2 separate regions of the Triticum aestivum genome follow, and region 2 is linked to region 1. The links are chromatin contacts, called in public Hi-C maps. All regions are on one chromosome and are shown on one strand. The core of a region is the stretch at or near the end of the contact, and the rest is flanking DNA. Distances in the headings are between cores, read along the strand shown. Region 1 holds the start of LOC123165763 (peptidyl-prolyl cis-trans isomerase CYP59). Region 2 holds the start of LOC123164563 (protein JASON).

Region 1 (5,019 bases), core at 748-3,247:
TCAGCAGGCAGAAAGAATGAAAGCAAGTTAATGCTGGAAAAGAAAAAGGCCTGTTTGGTGTTTGCCCAAATGTAGCCCATGGTAACCAAGCCAAATTCTGCAGACCGAATTGGCAGCTCAGGTTTGCCACATTTGGCTCCAAAAATGAACTGGGGGATAGATAGAACATAACCTAAAATTTTGACATCAAACCATATAGCAGATAAAAAAATTAAGCAGCCACAGCTTGAGAAGGGTGCCAAACTTTTGATTCTCAAGGGCACCAAATCAAACAGCCCGATAATGTCCTATATGCAATTTACCACAGGTGTGAATATTCTACCTTATGTCCTTGAACGGTCTTCCTTTATCATCAACATATGCTTCATTTATCTTTGTCAGTGTGTCAAGACCTTCAGCAACTGTCCCAAAGACCTGCAATTGACAGAACAAAACGATGAACTCACTGAAGGAATTATCAACCTCTCACCCAGCCGGAAAAAAGAAAACTGTGAATAAGGTACTACTAACCGTGTGCTTGTCGTCAAGGTAGTCGACATCATCCCGCAAGGTGATGTAGAACTAAAAAAAATCAAAAATAGATATTAAGAAGTTAAAAACAGGCAGACGTATGTCCTCAAAAATTAAAGATCGGTAGCGTTGTAATATTGTACCTGTGAGGCATTGCAATTCTCACCAGCACTTGCCATAGCAATAGTGCCAGTTTTTGAGTGCCTTAATTCCGGACGGATCTCATCATTGAAAAATCGAGCTTGATCACCATAAAGGTACCTGGAGAAAGAAGATTCAGCTTTCAGACATATCTTTGACAGTAGTAGCCAGCCTAAATTCAAGTAAATATCGAACACAAAAGACCAAATTATATGGTTCAGAGCTTAGTAACACACACGCACGCGCACACACAAAAACATAAATTGAGGGGAATACATATATTGAGAGTTTGGTAAAACAATGCTCACTTGTACACGGAATCACCACCACTGCCAGTTCCTGTCGGGTCTCCAGATTGTGCCAAGAAATCCTTCTCCACCTTGTGGAACAGACACCCATTGTAATACTTCATTCTGTTTAAGTCAAAGCATAATGTCAAAGAATGAGTACCCTGATTACTAATAATCAACTCACTCCATGAACTCCTGCCGTCCATTATGTGTGGTAAGAACAGCAGACACATCTATAATCACTGTAATCTGGAATCCTAAATCTACTACAGCAGGTTGGAAACAAGCCACTAGAAACAAACAAGAGCTACATCACAATAAGGCACACAAGGCCCACAGCACAATCTCTATTCAGTTCTGATAATGTCATAGATAATTATGAAATCAAACATAACAGCACTAAGCATCAGATGGCGACTAGAGCTCCGCCTGCTTGAAATGAGGTAAAATTAGAGGCCGATCCGCTGATCCCCAATGCAGCTGACCTTATATAAGATGTTCACGGTATCACTAAGCAACCAGAAACGAGCACCGGAGGAAGACTCGCAGAGCTACGGGGACACACGAGTCGCACCTACAGCTACAGGCAATCTCGAATCAATCCAGGCACCGCACAACACTAAACTACAGCCAAACTGGCAGCGAACTTGCCCGCTTAATCAGAGACGAAATCAATCAATTAGAAGCCGGCCGTGTGGCGCATACAGACCAAAAGAAACCGCACAGAGAACGAGCTCTATGTAAGGGTGCTTACTTGCAGAGCTTGAGGAAGTTCTTGGTGGTGAGGGGGCACAGGTCGGTGTGGAGATCCAGCTCGATGTCGCCCACGCTCGTGACCATCAGGACCGACATCTTCGCCCCTCGCCGGCGGCAAGCGAACGGCGGCGGCGGGTGCGGTGCGGGAGGGGGGGGCGAGGAGGCGGCGGGAGTTTGGTGGCGCTGGGGATTGGAGAGGGGATTCGGGCGCCGGCGGAGCGCCGCCGAGGAGGGCACGCCGTGACAATCCCAACCCTAACTTCTTGGAAACAATCCCCGCCGAGGAGGGCTTGGTGTGGAGAGGCAAAAAATCGAGAGGGTTTTCTGGAAAAGTACGTCGCTGGGAGAATTGGAATGGAATCCAGTAGATCTATGCCGTCCGTGAAAGATCGGACGGCTGGAATTTTTTTGCGTTGGAAACATGACGGTTGGGAATTCAGAGAGCAGGTTCTTCATGCTTTGGGTACACAAGCGTCATGGCCGCTTACCAAAAATTTCATCGATATTGAGAGAGAATAGGAGGGAAAAGGGTAGGGCTAGTAGGGTTTTTTTTTTAATCGTAGGAAGTGTTGAGTTAGCTCGGTTGTTGAGAGCGTCCATATTCGATTCAAATTATTTAACATTCAATCCAAATTTTGCTTCGAGATCCAGTTTATTTCCAATTTTTTGAGCTTTAGTTTCCCAGTTTGATGGCGATTTGTTTTTGAAACGAACACAAGAAGTGCCCGGTTTTAAACAAATAAAGCCAATAATGACCAAAGTACATACAGACCATGAATCGAAAGGATGGAAAGTAAAGCAAAGATAAAAACCCATGGACACAAGGTGCGACTCATAGAAGAGCACTAGCACGGCACCGAGACGGGCTGATCTAGCTCCTGTGGTAGGTATGAAGCTGCTTGATCTTGAGAAGAATGTTCGCCACCGCATCACTACCCTTCCTCTTCCCTAGAAACCGCAACCGTGTATAAGTAGAAACCATTTGAAAATATAGTTAGCATGGTGGGATGGGATAGTTCCCTCAGTAGCCAACTTATTCTGAGTAGTCCAAAGCGTCCAAGCTGAGGCACTAAATGTTCTTCAAGCTAAACGTCGTTCTTGACCTCAGGTGGATTTTAACAGTGTAAGGATATCGAACATAGAGTTAGGATTCTGGTTGTATCTGAAGCAATCTCGGACACAACTCCAGAGAAATTTAGCTGGGGTACAACGGAACAGGATGTGACTAGTGCCCTCTGGCGCATCGCCCATAACACTCCAACCATTGCTCTAGTCATGACACTTTTTAAGATTGATGGCCGTTGGTAGACGGTCTTGAGCAGCCTGCCACAGGAAAATGCAGACTTTGGACGGAATCCGAGATGCCCAAAGAGCCTTGGCGTACCGGGCCTTAGGCCCACAGACCAATTTGGCCCATGAACCTTGGTGAATTATTTTGCCTTTTACCAGTGAATCAAAAAAAGTTGCATGTTAGCTTAAGATAGACCGGTGAGAACAAAACCTATAGCACCCCCACACAAAGGCACCACCACATGACCTGTGCCATCATCACAAACTGACACAAGTTGGGAAGAATTATCCATCGAGGCCATCCATAAATGACATAGTCACCACCGTCGTGGTTAATACAACAATTTCAACAATCATGAACTACCACCAATACACCAATCATTCTAACTATGTTGAGAAAGGTATGTATTCTTATTGGTTTGGTTAGTACCACAAGTGGTGGACTAAACAACCCATTCGAACCTCACCACCTCCTATTTAATTTCAATACAATTCCTCCTATGCTGAACTCATTTTATTTTGGACCACCGTGTTCGGGACATGACAACTTCGATTTGCGCATCCGGCCTTGTGACAAAATGGCAGACCAATACCATACTCTTCTTGCCACCACAGTCGTTGCCACACATTGCACACTAAATAATCCAAAGTAGATGCCCAAATATCCCCTCGTCAGCAATCCACCAACCACAGTCGGCTTCGAGCCACGTCCAAAGAGTGGGAACAATAAACATCTCCATTGGTTGGTCACCCAAGACCATGGGGGAGAGCAACGTCGCAATGACGCACATGCATGCATCCACTGATGTCAATGGTACTAGTGCGCATCGCTATAGTTCGTTCTATTCAATACTTGCACAATATTTCACTTGGAGTTGCCATGATCCCCTCCAACTTGCACCAATGGGCACACCCCACAGCTCACCACCTTCACCGTGTGCTACTCTCCAAATATTTGAAACCAGATCCAAGCTAAGCTCCTGATCAACGATACCCACACGAACAACACCCGACACCCTTTTCCGCATCACCTGGCGTCAGGCCTGGCCACCACCAAACCTACCATGAGGCATATTTGCCCCCCCCCCCACACACACATATCCCCTAGATTTATTTGGGGTACCTACCTCGAGGATGCGCCATAAACAATCAATGCATCATGGAACTACAACCCCGCACTACATCATCACCAAAGGCATGCCAAAAGAGAGCCCCACATGGAAGGGAACTTGAAAAGCGCAACCAAAACAAACAAAAAGAGTGCTCCCGTGCATTAAGACTCATAGAACGACAAACACTCGGTAGCGGCCTCGCGGCTGCTGACGCCAGCAAGGAGAGACACGGGAGAGGCTATAGGGTTAAGGCTGAAGTCGCCCTCTACGGTGCAACATGGGGGCACAAGTTCTTGATAGTTTCTACATCGCCGTACTAAGCAAAACTAGTTGGACATGCTACACCTTGAAATGCACGATTGTGGCACATTCAGTTTGTCAGGCCTCGCGCCCAAAGTGTCCGGGATGATATATATGCGCATGATCTTTGATCACGAACATTGTGTGTAATGTAAATACATAAAACGGCTCAAATATGCATGTAATGTGCATGCATACAATGACTATATATTTAATGTATGTAATGTAATGGTCTTTTGCAACGTAATACGTTTTCATTTACATCATAAGGATCATAGTACAAGCCATGTACATATCGACCTGACAAAACTGAAAAGGCAACGGAACGCTAGCCTTTGGACAAACGAACAACAACCAAGAAAGAAAATTACAATCAAGATTGAAGAAACCATTGAGCTTGACACCAATGCTCGTCACCTGCCTCTGGCACCACCAGAGCAGCCACCAAAGAAAAACATTACAGATCACCTCCTCACCCGAGCACGACGCGGCTCCATCGCTGAAATGCAGCTTTGCGGACCTCCAAGGTGGCTCACCAAAGATGAAACCATTACCGTTGAACGAATCAGACCGGTGCAACACCCGAACACACCGTCAAACTCCAGATCTAGCACCCCGCA
Region 2 (5,019 bases), core at 1,875-4,374, 170 kb after region 1:
CCCTATTAAATCGTTGGCGAGCAGTTGCTTACTTTGGCATGCATGCACGTACGTCAAACATATTCGGTGTTTCCACTGGACACACGCTATATACGGTAGCAAAGCGCATGGAAAATATAAAATGCGGCCGGGTCTATCTATCTACTATTCATGGCCATCGCCATCGATGAGACTAGCTAACTCCATGAGCTATGCCAGCCGAGGAAGGAACATGTGTGTACTTGTCTTGCCAGCTTTTGTGTGTCGCGTGCAAGTGGAGCTAGCAACTAAGTGTGGTAGAGGTTAAAGTCAATGCATGGTGTTTAATTTGAATATCAAGTATACCATAGTACGAGTACTGTTTGCGGTCATCTTCGTGCTAATCAAAGACGGTGCCGACTTTTTAACTGATAATTAAGCTGACCCTTGATTATCATCACATGTGTGTACGTACGCCGTCTCGTGTACGGCAAGTAGTTACCAGCAGCCGTGTTTTTCAACGGCATGCTGCCACGGTTGCCGCGTATATCAACCATCCAATCCAAAGGTCCCCAGGAATTATTGCCTCTGCTGGTTGTTATTTTTTCAAACCTGCCAAAAACGCCAAAGCCCGGCTGAACTCTGAACAGAATGGGCAAAGTCAACCAGACTTACACCCGGAGTTACTGTTGATTTTTATTTTTGTTTTATTATTTTGCACCCCATGCGTTGATCATGTCGACATCGACGACATGTCGAGTTTTTCTCCTGCCTAGGATTCGGTTCTGTGGTATGGAATGTGAAACGAACACCTGATCACTATAGGTTCTTGTTTTGAGTCGTTATTTTTCTGCGATATGTTATGGGAAGTTCACTGGAAAGATACCAGCCGCCCATATTAATTTGCTTATGTGAATGGACACCACGATGTCATCGTAACTATGAGCGTCTCTAGTTTGGTCGTCTAGGATGAAGTCAAATTAGCCATATGCCGTGAGTGATGATTTTGCTCTCTGGCCTCAATCTTTTATGTGGACGAGTGTCTCTTTTGTGGTTTTTCACCCTCTTCTCCTTATTTAATACTCTATTTGTTCCTAAATATAAGACCTTATATAGAGAAATGATGGGAGTACTAGAGTGAGGTCTTTGGACCATGGTTTATAAAACATAGCCCCCTCTCACTCACAAAACACTATCTACTTTACATGGTTAGCTCTGAGTGAAGCCAGACTTTGCCTCGAAAATTGGATCGAGGGATAGACATGTGGCAACATGATTACTCTCGATGGTAGCAGGGCGAGCCCAAAGAAGCTGTTGAAGACAAGCCAAAACATTCAGAGACCTCCGCAGAGGCCTCTTTGGCGCACCGAACTAAATCCTTGGCGAACCAGTCGATGCACCAAATCGCATACTAACCTAAACGGTTTTTTTGTTTACCGGAAAAGAATCGCATACTACGCGCTAGAGCAACTAGTCGGTCAGCGACAAAAACTCAAACACTGCGATGACACACGAGAAATGCGTGATCTAACCCATCTAGCCTGCTTCCGGGTAAAGGGGAGTCGGGTAACTTGAGCATATCCCCACGTAACTTCTTTCCTCCTCGATGCGATGTCAAAGAGGCGGTGCCAAGCCTAGCCCGCAATCACATATTTTTCCGCGAGTTCGTCGCCGGAATCCGCAGGAAATCCCCGCGGCCGGTGAATAGTCGGCGTCTGAGATACAATTTTCCTCGTGACTACAGTGTTCCTGGCTCATTCTCGACGACGACTTCCCTCCCACCCGAATCCACACCACAGCGGTCAAATCACGTCGCATTGTACCAGCCCGCGACCGCAACCCATTTGTTCTTTGCCCGAACGCATCTGCAGCCCAAGCTGATTACCAAAGGACGGCCCAGTGGAGAAAGAAGAGCTGGGCCGCGGCGACGAAGCCCTGCTGATGAACCGGGCCGAAACTCCCCAGGCCTCTTTGGCGCACCGAACTATTTTCCTCGTGATAACAGTGTTCCTCGCTCATTCTCGACGCCGACTTCCCTCCCACCCAAATCCACACCACAGCGGTCAAATCACGTCGCATCATACCAGCCCGCGACCGCAACCCATTCGTTCGTTGCCCGAACGCATCTGCAGCCCAAGCTGATTACCAAAGGACGGCCTAGTGGAGACAGAAGAGCTGGGCCGCAGCGACGAAGCCCTGCTGATGAACCGGGCCGAAACTCCCCAGGCCTCTTTGGCGCACCGAACTAAATCCTTGGCGAACCAGTCGATGCACTACGCACTAGAGCAACTAGCCGGTCGGCGCATAAAACTCAAACACTGCAACGACACACGCGAAACGTGTGCTCTAACCCATTTAACCCGCTTCCAGGTGAAAGCTCGGGAAGGGAGGGAGAAGAGAAGGCGGCAAGTTAATTGACAAGTAACTTGAGCGGATCCTTCACGTAACTTCTTTTCTCCTTGGTGCAATGTCAAAGAGGCGGTGCCAAGCCTAGCTCGCGGCCGCGTCTTTTTATGCGAGTTAGTCGATCGGCACATAAAAATCAAATATTGTGATGACACACGAGAAACGTGTGATCTAACCCATTTAGCCCTATTCCGAATGAAAGTTCAGGAAGGTGGGGAGAAGGGGCCGGACGCGGTGAGTTAATTGACAGGTAACTTAAGCGGATCCCCACGTAACTTCTTTCTTTACTCCTTGGCGCAACGTCAAAGAGGCGGTGCCAAGCCCAGCTCGCAGCCACATCTTTTTCCGCGGAGTTCGTCGCCGGAATCCGCAGGAAATCCCCGCGGCCGGTGAACAGTCGGCGTCCGGGAACCATTTTTCCTCGTGTCTACAGTGTTCCTCGCTCATTCTGGAGGCGGACTTCTCTCCCACCCGGCGAATCCACCACAGCGGTCAAACCATCGCACCACACAGCCCGCGACCGCGACCCGTTCGTTCGTTGTCCGAACGCATCTACGGCCCTATTCGCAAAAAAAGAAGAACGCATCTACGGCCCAGGCAGATTACCACGGGACGGCCCAGTAATGACGGCAGAAGAGCTGGGCCGCGGTGACAAAGCCCCCTGCCGACGAACCGGGCCGAAACCCCCTGGGCCCGGCCCGCCGCCCCGGGCTTCTTCGAGTTTCTCTCACTACGGCTACCTCTCTCCGGTCCCCTCCTCCTCTCCTCCTCGTGTCCCATTTCAAACGGCCGACTCGCCTCCGTCCCCATCCCGTCCCGATCCCGCGGCGGCGCGGCGGAACCCTAGGCCCCCGGCGGAGCCCCGATGTGCGGGTGCGCGGAGGCGCTGGTGAGGGCGGTGGTCGCCTTCTTCGACGCCGTCCTCGTCGACTGCTTCCTCTCCTGGTTCCGCCGCCGCCCCGGCCACGACAGCCCCGCCTCCGCCCACCGGGTAACCGAACCCTATCTCTCCCTCTCCTTCTCCCCCTTGATTCGTTCGTGCTCCGAGCCCAGGCGGTGATGATTTTATGTTTTGGTGCGTTCGCGTCTGTGCAGGATCCGCTCGTGCCCAAGGGCCGGGGAGGGGAGGCGCTCCCGGCCTCGGACGAGGAGAAAGGTTCGTATCCTCGATTGTCTCCGTCGGATTTGCGATTTTGGCCTCATGGATTCGTCATTGGTGTGCTGTGGTTGACCCCTGCGTCGTTCGTTTCGATGTGTGCGTGGTGTTGTTTCAGGTTTTGCAGAGAGCACAGGGTCGAATGAGCAGTTGCGAGATGGCGATGACACCGACGAGGAGCTTAGGCGAGAGGTATGCCTACCGGAGCACAGCTAAATGAATCTCTGTTACTTTTTCAGTCACACGCGTGAGGAATGGAATGGCTATGCGGTTATTGTTACTGTCTGTCAGGTTGTAGTTCTAGGTTCAGAACTCGAGGTTTCCAGATTGCGCCTGTGTTTTCACAATGTGCATGATGTATGTGGATGGTTTAGATGGAGAGATTACAGTTTACACAGTGCCTAGTGATAGCTAGGTGAACTTCTGCCCCTGTTTTGGGTCACAGATGTGGGGAATGGTTGTGCACTTCCTTACAGTTACAGTGACTGTCAGATTCTGGTTCCAGGCTGATGTTGTGATTGCATATGTGTTACTGCATTTCCCCGACGCGCACAATGTATGTGGATAGTTTAGATGGAGAGATTAAGTTTACACAGTGCCTAATAACTGAATGAATACATGTCCCTCTTTTGAGTCACACATGTGGGGAATGTTTGTGTAAGACCATTTTGACTGTCCCATTGTAGTTCGGCGGATCTAGCTTCGTTTTTTGACTGTAATATTTGTTACCTTTAGGTACCCATCTGCTACAAGGTAACACTTTAGATTGAATTTGATTGTACCTGTATTTATAGGGAGGGGTTTAGGTTTACCCATATCACACTGTACCTACTAGCTGTGAACCTGTGGCATACAATTTTCCATTACAAGTGCTTTAGTTAGTGTATTTTATCATATGCACACTGCAAATAGCTAGTTCTTTGTTACGACCAAACAAAAGGATGGTTCTGGAATTTCATGGACTGGGTGTTGTATATGGTCAATCATCTTTTTATATGTTCTGGTAAAAAAGATAGAACCTTCCTGTGTTCCTTTTTGACTGCATGAAAGCAAATGTGCGGCTGGGATAGCTAATATACCCACAGCTTCATTTGCATTTTCATAAAGTATATCGGTAAAAATTACATTTTAATTGTCTTGTAGCTATATAAGTAAATCCAATGTTTTCAAGAGTTCATGAGCTTTACTCATTGCACCTGCTGATAATAATTCTATTTTAAGCATTGGAACATATGGGCTTAGTCCAGAATTTTTCATCGTTCCTAGTCCTATCTTATTGGGAAAGCTCACTGGTGCTGGTATTATTGACCAAAATGTACAGTCTGTTATGATCTCTTATATTTTTATCTTCTGCATTTGTTTACTTTTTACGTTCTGGCAGTACCTGACTTTGTTTTCAGAGCTTGGGAGTATGTAAAATATTCCAAGAACTGAGGCGTTTTTATATTCTATCCTAATTTGAAATTTTCATGTGGCTCTTAAATCCACCCAGGCAGCTC

What was found. A called contact is a pair of places that touch in the nucleus more often than the background predicts.
Region 2: a Hi-C map of leaf shows a contact between it and region 1, with 2.6 times the contacts expected there. The contact joins the promoter of LOC123164563 here to the promoter of LOC123165763 in region 1. A contact is called at or near these places in 3 of 5 Hi-C or Micro-C datasets (leaf and an unstated tissue).

Annotation. Positions count from the first base shown.
Region 1 is chr7D:577,791,952-577,796,970 of IWGSC CS RefSeq v2.1, forward strand. LOC123165763 (peptidyl-prolyl cis-trans isomerase CYP59) reads right to left here and starts at 1,998. Exons shown (of 14, transcript XM_044583484.1): 1 at 1,696-1,998; 2 at 960-1,064; 3 at 654-771; 4 at 511-561; 5 at 323-414. The coding sequence starts at 1,793.
Region 2 is chr7D:577,964,108-577,969,126 of IWGSC CS RefSeq v2.1, forward strand. It overlaps LOC123164563 (protein JASON), which reads left to right and starts at 3,125. Exons shown (of 8, transcript XM_044582095.1): 1 at 3,125-3,355; 2 at 3,460-3,520; 3 at 3,639-3,712; 4 at 5,013-5,019. The coding sequence starts at 3,230.